2 separate regions of the Mus musculus genome follow, and region 2 is linked to region 1. A link is a contact called in public HiCAR-type data. All regions are on one chromosome and are shown on one strand. The core of a region is the stretch at or near the end of the contact, and the rest is flanking DNA. Distances in the headings are between cores, read along the strand shown.

Region 1 (3,568 bases), core at 493-2,992:
CGCCTAACTCTTAAGAGAACAGATAGGAAAGAGACTACTTAAGAGCAGTGCAGAGAGAGAATACAGTTGAGTTCAGCTGAGTTAGTGCCGTCCAGTTCAGTGCAGTTCAGTTCATGGAATTCAGAGGCATTTTTACCAAGCAGAGCAATTCAGTCAGAAACCAAGAGAAGTCAGTTTGAGTCAGTCAGCTTGTAGAGTTGTTTGAGCCAGAACAGCTTGTAGAGTTGTTTGAGCCAGAACAGCTGAGTTGAGCCAGCCAGAAAGGAGTTCAGAAAGAGCTAGAAAGAGTAAGTTTATTTAGCAGTAAGTCTTGGAGGCTGAAAACAGTCTAGGCCTAGGTTAAGAGACAGAGGCTGGAAACTGAAGCCTTCGAGATCCAGGCTTGTAGGAGATTTGTTGTACAAAGGCTAGATGCTTCTAGGTCTAGGGATAGTTAGATAGAAACTCTCTGAGCTCAGCACAAGCCACGTATTCACACAGCTTGGGTATGGCTCTCCTCATCCCTTCCTCTGAGGAAATAAAAGCAACATTTGTATTTAATTCTCACATCTGTGATTTCACAGATGAGGACACAAAGGCCCAGAGATGTTTAAGTAATCTACTCAAAGCCTCACATAAGTGTCAAGCTTTTGACTCTGTGGTCCCCAAACTACAGCTCTTCTTACCACACTGCCTATTGTAGGGGAAAAGTTGGTTGTGGCTTGGTTATTTGCATTTGTAAAGCATCTTTCACTTGAAGAAAAGAAACTGAGAACACCATTTTGTTTTTGTTTGCTGTTTTCCTTGCGTGTCTCTTGCAGAGAGGAAGGAAAGAATCAACTCTTACTGGCTAACTTATATGTGTCAGAAGTTCATTATTCCATACAACATTGGACAACATTATACAGATAAGGAAACAAAGTTGTCCAATGTCACATGACACACAAAGGAATAAATCTCAACCTTGGTGCCGCTCCTCAGCAAACCCTGGGCTCCATTAGAGCAGAGAAGTCTGTTTCCCCCTCAGGCCATTTTGTTTTGTTCTATACCAGTAAGCTAAATCCCAGATTCCAAGCAGTCTGTTTTCAGACTATCATATCTCTCGTGCCTACAGCAGGGTCTGACTCTGGTGCATACGAGATGCTCAGGAGGAAACGTTGAATGACTAGTGAGTGCACATGCTCTGAAGTGCAATTAAAATGTGTGGAGCCTTGAACCGTACTTCCTAGTGTGTTCCAGTGTCTGTTGAGATGGTACCATGGAAAGGGTCTGAGAGAGTTCATTCTTGAAAAAAAAATGTGCATTCCTGATTTGCAAAAGTCTACTATACTCAAAGCTGTGCAGTTTAAGGAATGGGATTGCTCTCCTGTTGTCTGGGAAACTGAGACACAGAAAGGCTTTGCAAGTCAGTGAATGTTTTGTGACACAACCAGAATTGTGAGAGTCTCACCTTTATAGCCTTAGACCACTTAGCAACCCTGTGGTCTTGGTAGGGCTGCAGCTTTCCATAAATCTGGCACTTAATCATTTAAAGAGATGGCAATTTATCTTAAATATGTGCCTCATTATGGATGCGACACACTTAGCACAGATGGTCTCAGCAGTTTTTCCTGGCTTCCCTTACCCCAACATATCTAGTACGCTAATGTCAATATTAGCTTTACTGTTTTAGGTAACTTTGGTGTGCTTCTCATTAGCTGCAACCATAAAGAGTTGAGTTTTACCTGCGCTGAGGGATCACTAAATTCCTGCTGGCATCTGTGCACACAGCCCCATGTCACGAGTGAGGTCATGTTTCTCCTGGATTGTGCCTGTATCTGATGAGCCTAGGCTGGCATGAATCCGAGACAATGAAATAATCACACCCATTAGCTCACCAGGGCCTTATTAAGATGTGGCCTGGCTTTCCATCCATTCCTCCTTCTTGGAAAAACTGACATAGTCATAGTGTGTAAAGGTTAGTGGAGATGAAGCTGCTTTAGCAACCAAGAGCTAGTTAATACTCTGTACTTAAAAGCCCACCGAGCTGTGGCTGATAACAGGAAGTTGCACTTCAAGAAACAGGATTCGAGGGTCTTTTCCCTGCCTGTCCCCCTTCTTTAAAAAAAAAAAAAGTTTTATTATGAAGCACTAACCAGCCTCAAACTTGCACAATGCTTCGGTCTCTGTCTGGAGAGGGCTGAAAGGCAAATCAGAACCCTGTCTAGTTCAAGGGTGTTCTGTGATCTGTGCATGTATGATAGTAATACTGAATGCCCCCCTGCCCACACCCTCCAGTGCCCCACTAGAGCAGTGCTTTCCAAACTTCCACATTTCTTTGCAGACCACCACACACACACACACACACACACACACACACACACACTTGGAAGGTTTGAGTCTGGCAAACAAACTGTAATAATTAAACAATGGTTTTGTTTTCTCATTGATAACTCAGGTCATTGTGCCTTTATCTCTCTCCATAGTGCTTTCGTGGGGACATCTTCCCAGACCTCAGGTATAGCCCTGGATGTGACCCACAGTTACATGTCCAGAATACCGTCCACTTCACCACAGAAGCCCTTTCACAGTCCCTTGTGTGCCTGCCATTATAAAGACTGGTCTGTCTCACTCCTGACTGTTTTTCTACTCCTTGTGTCTTTGCTTGGCATATATAACTGGCACTTAGTAAACATTTGTCGAATGACTTAAGGCATTAGGTAACTGAAACACAAGAGAATTGTGGGCCTTATATTGGCTTGGAGAGTCTTAATCTATAAATCTGGTAGGGTTTCTGAAGTGTTGACACTGGCTTAAGTGAAAGTCACCAAGTTGAAAATAAAAGATTAACGTTGGGGGAGGAGGTTGTGAGATGATGCTTCCAACACATTGGCAAGGTTCTGATTCTTAATATAGAGGGATCCTGGCTACTCCTGAACTAAAGAGACAGAAACCTGCTCATTTCATATATATCCACTGCAGAGCTATTGGAGAAACCTACGGAGTTTTACAAACTGTAAGGGTATTGTTATTTTATGGTTGTTCACCTAAAAGCCTCGGTAACACCTGTTTTCCCTGGTCATAATTTTGGAGATACTCGAAGCCATCCTGCCTCTGGTTTTGTTTCATGAACCTACCTTAACCCTTAAACTACGAAGAGCACAATATTTTGTTGAGCACCTACTTTGTACTTTGTGTTCTAGGTTATAAGTTGAATACCTGGAGTCTTTCACTAAGCTTCATGGGATCTTTACCAGTGGATCGATCGCATCATGTAAGAGAAGACTAGCATCATGTCCTAGTGTCAGGACAGTCTTTCAGACTTTCCTGATGACCTAATGTTCTCTGTTGGGGACATGCTGCAGAGAAGTACAGGAGATTTTTTTTTTTTTTGAAAAGCCAGAACACTTGCTAATACCTCAGACAGGGATGTACGTTGTATGATGCACTGCACGGCGCCCCAGCTTTCAGAGACCACCTCTTACCAGAAGTTTGCCAACCCCAGCTCTTAGAGAGATTCAGCCCAGCAGCCTCAGTCAGTCCTCTCATCCGACAGTAATCAAAAGTTGCTTGGTAAATCAGTGGGGCCGAAAACATTCTTGGCAGTTCA
Region 2 (3,621 bases), core at 611-3,110, 280 kb after region 1:
GGTATGCTGAGGGCTGGCCTGGTGTTATATATACAAATGCTAAATTCTGGACCCCAAGATCTGGTTGTCATTCAGATGAGTGTATTCTCATGTAAACCGGCCTTTGTTGTGTAAACTGATTGGTTAATTAAAGGCTAGAGCCTGTGATTGGGCAGTAAAGAGAGGAAGAGACTTAAAGATCAAGTGATAGAACTCAGGAGAGAACAGGGGGAGAGAAGTAAGAATAAGACATAGAGGAGGAGGTCGCCATGAAAGCAGAAAGATCATGATCACATGGCCAGAAGCGCACCCTGAGGACAGGCTGATGGAGCAGAAGCAGCCTGGGTGACACTCAAAAGTAAGTAACAAGGGGCATATGATAGGTGAGAATAGCATAGAACCTGCCCAATCTGGCTTACAGCTTGTAAAGAAAAGAACAGGTGTCTGTGTCTTTTATAAGGGCTAGCTAGAATAAATAATTCATTTACATAGCTATTCTATACTGTTCTTCCATCTAGAACCACAAGGCAGAGATCCATGCACATTAATTCCCAGAAGTATGCTAATAAAGGTTTAACAACTAATTTGCATGAATCAGGAATGATTGCTGTTTGACAATTTGCTAAAATAATGAGTAAGAGGAACATGAAACAGCAAAAAACACATGGATACATGCCACATAGCAATGTTTGGGCAAAAATCACTCCACAGCTACAACAGAATCCTGTCAGAGTGACACTGTAGCCATCTCAATTTGACTCCATAAGTCATCCAACAATGAAATTGCCCAACACATTTCTCAGAATGCATCGGTCATTATGCTACATACAAGAGCATTTCAAAACCTCATTTCTTCATAGTTTACTTGACTCCACCTAGTAGGATAATATTTTTTGAAAACTGGAAAAATGTTGCCTCTGTGTTTTAGGTTGTTTACAATGTCAGTGCTAGAGCTTCCAAGTGCTTCTACATTACTCACAAGAGCTGCAATGTGCTTCTACTTTAAATCTACCTTATTAGTGTTCATTTGCTTCCTTGAGTCTCTCCTTTTCTTAACTCTGGATGCTGATGCTGGAAAAAGGGAAAACATCAAGCCCATAGCAGTTTGCCAATTTCTCTGGTGTAAATATCCTCATCACAGCTGAGTTAGATTGCTAGTGTCATGACACCGAATGCGGAGGCACAGAGGTTGGCTCACAGTAACAAGCCCATATATACAACAATGGCTGTGGAACTCTAGAGGCACAGAACAAACTGTGGTAAGACAAATTAGCATGTGATTAGGCTGTAGCATCTACAATTTGGGTTTTGAGTGTTAACTAATAATGGCTGCCTCTAGCAACGAAACTTGTAAAATTCTGGAAAACTCAGCAATCGATTTCCACAAACCAACTCCTGGACACCCTCTCTGCCCCTCTCCATTAGCTCCTTGAGTTCCAGGCCTTTGATGACCATACCCGTTGTTACATAGCTGCAGGCTAGTGTAGGGCCACATGACTGAAAGGACATCAGTCAATGCTTGGTATCTCCAAATAAGCAATGTCAACAGCTTCAGTCCAGTCGAGTGACTTAGTGATCTGTTTCTTTCGAAAAACTGTGATTTCTGAACTCAGTTCAGGTACCAGAGTGCCGTCTTAAGTGGAGAATGTGGCCTGAAAGCACTCATGATGTAATGGGTCCCGTTTAAACTTGGCAAGTGGATAGCTTTGTGAGAAATGAATTTTCTTAGGCTGGGTTTAGGAGTTTGGGGTGTTTTCTTTTCTTTTTTTTTTAAGAGTTAAGCCAAGGCAAAAAATAACCTTTGCAACACATCACTTCACAGCTGGTCAGCCTGGGAGAGGCTATTCTGGGATAGGCAAGCTAAGATGTCACTGTAAACCCCAGGCAGAGGGGAGTCGGGTCGTAGGGTTCTATTTCTGTCTGTGTCACGGACATGCTCAGTAAACCTCCACCCGTTAGTTTCCCAGCTCCAGCCTCACTTTAGTTTCTCCCCAAATCAGGTCAAGTTGGTTTTTATCAAGAATATTAGGTTCAAACAGTTAGTTCTTAGGGTTACTACTATTTAGTTACTGAAGGGGTCAAGGGATGGGATGGGATTTCAAAAACCTCATGGGTATTCATCGTCATCTGGGGCAAGTCTGACAAGACCTGCGAAAGCATGAAACCTTAGTTCAAAAAAAAAAGGGGGGGGCCATTGAGGGAGGTTTAGCAGAGGTAGAGGAAAGAGAATAGGCAGGGCAGAGAAGACAGTCTCTAAACTGTGTCTGGGGTTCACCTCCCAGAACCAAGAGTATCTGGAAAGATGCAAAGAAGATAGGGCAAGCAAGTGGTTGGTTAAGAGTGCCTTTTGTCTGAGTTGAACAGGGAGGGGAGTTTCCTAAGTAGGAAAGGATTGTGATTGGTAATGATTCTGAGAGCTGTGCGGATGATGACTAGGGAGAGCAAGGTTGGAGACTATCCGGACAACGGGCAGTAACATACACCAGGCCCCTCTCTGACTCCTCTTCATCCTTAGACATCATGGTCCTCAAGTAGCCAGGCCCTCTCATCCATTGAAAAAGTGTGAGCCAGGCTTCTGGCTGGGAGACGTTAGTAGGTCTATACATCCTGCCCTGCCTTGTGCTTCTTCTGTCTTCCTCCTCACGCCAGCAAATTGAAGAGAGGACGCTGCTCCAATGCAGATTAAAGAGAGGACACTATTCCAATTTCCAACATCCAAGCAACTGAAACATAAGAGTTATTAATGACTAGTTCCATCCAGATAGCAACTAAAATTCAAACCCATCACAGAGTCGCAGGTCCTGTGCTGGGTCTCCAAGGCTCTGTCTCCATGAAATCTAACTAACTAGGTGACTTTTCTTACCCAGAGGTCAGATACTTTTGCGAAGTACAAAGCCATGGATCTCTAGAAAGCCATTTGGTGGTCTCTCCAAAACCCACACTTCCAGTTCCAGTCGTCAAACACAACAAGCTAAAGAGAATCTCTTCCAACACTTTTCCGGGAAAGCCCAGACTTCAGAGTCCCAAAGCCAACAAGTCAGACTTTCCTGTCAAGAGGCAATCCCTCCCCATTCAACAGATACCTTTCTTCATTAAGCTAGTCCTGTGCTTTCTAATAACTTTTGCTTACACCACAAAACTGTCATAGGCTATGGAAACACAAAGGCCCTGAACCCCTGGAAGTCATTACTCCTTCCTTTAGCAATTGTTGAATTAAGCATCATAAATATGGTTCCCATCCTGCTCCCCGCCCCCCAACCCCCCCCCCATTGCAAGCACACTCATGTGCACACACACACACGCACACACACACACACACACACGATCTGCTGGACATATGTTCAGAAGAAAGTAGGGACGCAAGTGAGAAAAAAAAATTCCCATGTCCTGAGTCAAGAGCTTGAGAGCTTTAAAGACGCTGGGGTGGAGGGTGGGTGATGGCGTGCTGGAAATGGACTATCCATAGGATTTATAGCTTATATGTTTCACAAAGCTTTTCTTAACATATAAAAATCTGTAGCGTATGGCTTTTCCCCCCCTTTTTGGTATAGGGCAGTAAACAAGAGCTTTGAAAGGAGAAGGAAACCAGGAGAAAGCCGGCTCCATTAGTCACGCAGCTGCGTATCCTGTCACAAAGGACCC

What was found. HiCAR-type assays count read pairs that join an accessible place to other places.
Region 2: a HiCAR-type map of fibro-adipogenic progenitors shows a contact between it and region 1, with 4 times the contacts expected there. The contact joins two enhancer-like sites. A contact is called at or near these places in 4 of 115 datasets of contacts at active chromatin or transcription factors (bone marrow-derived macrophages, embryonic basal ganglia, embryonic stem cells and 1 more).

The regions. Positions count from the first base shown.
Region 1 is chr12:79,728,524-79,732,091 of GRCm38.p6, forward strand. All of the region lies in intron 8 of Rad51b (RAD51 paralog B), which reads left to right. Among named protein-coding and RNA genes, the nearest start is that of Gm36048, 69 kb to the right of the region's middle. Within about 2 kb of position 1,743, at least 15 of the 459 cell types and tissues checked have an H3K27ac peak or open chromatin away from gene starts, as enhancers often do. A contact at or near this core is called in fibro-adipogenic progenitors, where this site is marked.
Region 2 is chr12:80,010,346-80,013,966 of GRCm38.p6, forward strand. No RefSeq gene overlaps it. Among named protein-coding and RNA genes, the nearest start is that of Gm36834, 7.4 kb to the right of the region's middle. Within about 2 kb of position 1,861, at least 49 of the 459 cell types and tissues checked have an H3K27ac peak or open chromatin away from gene starts, as enhancers often do. A contact at or near this core is called in fibro-adipogenic progenitors, where this site is marked.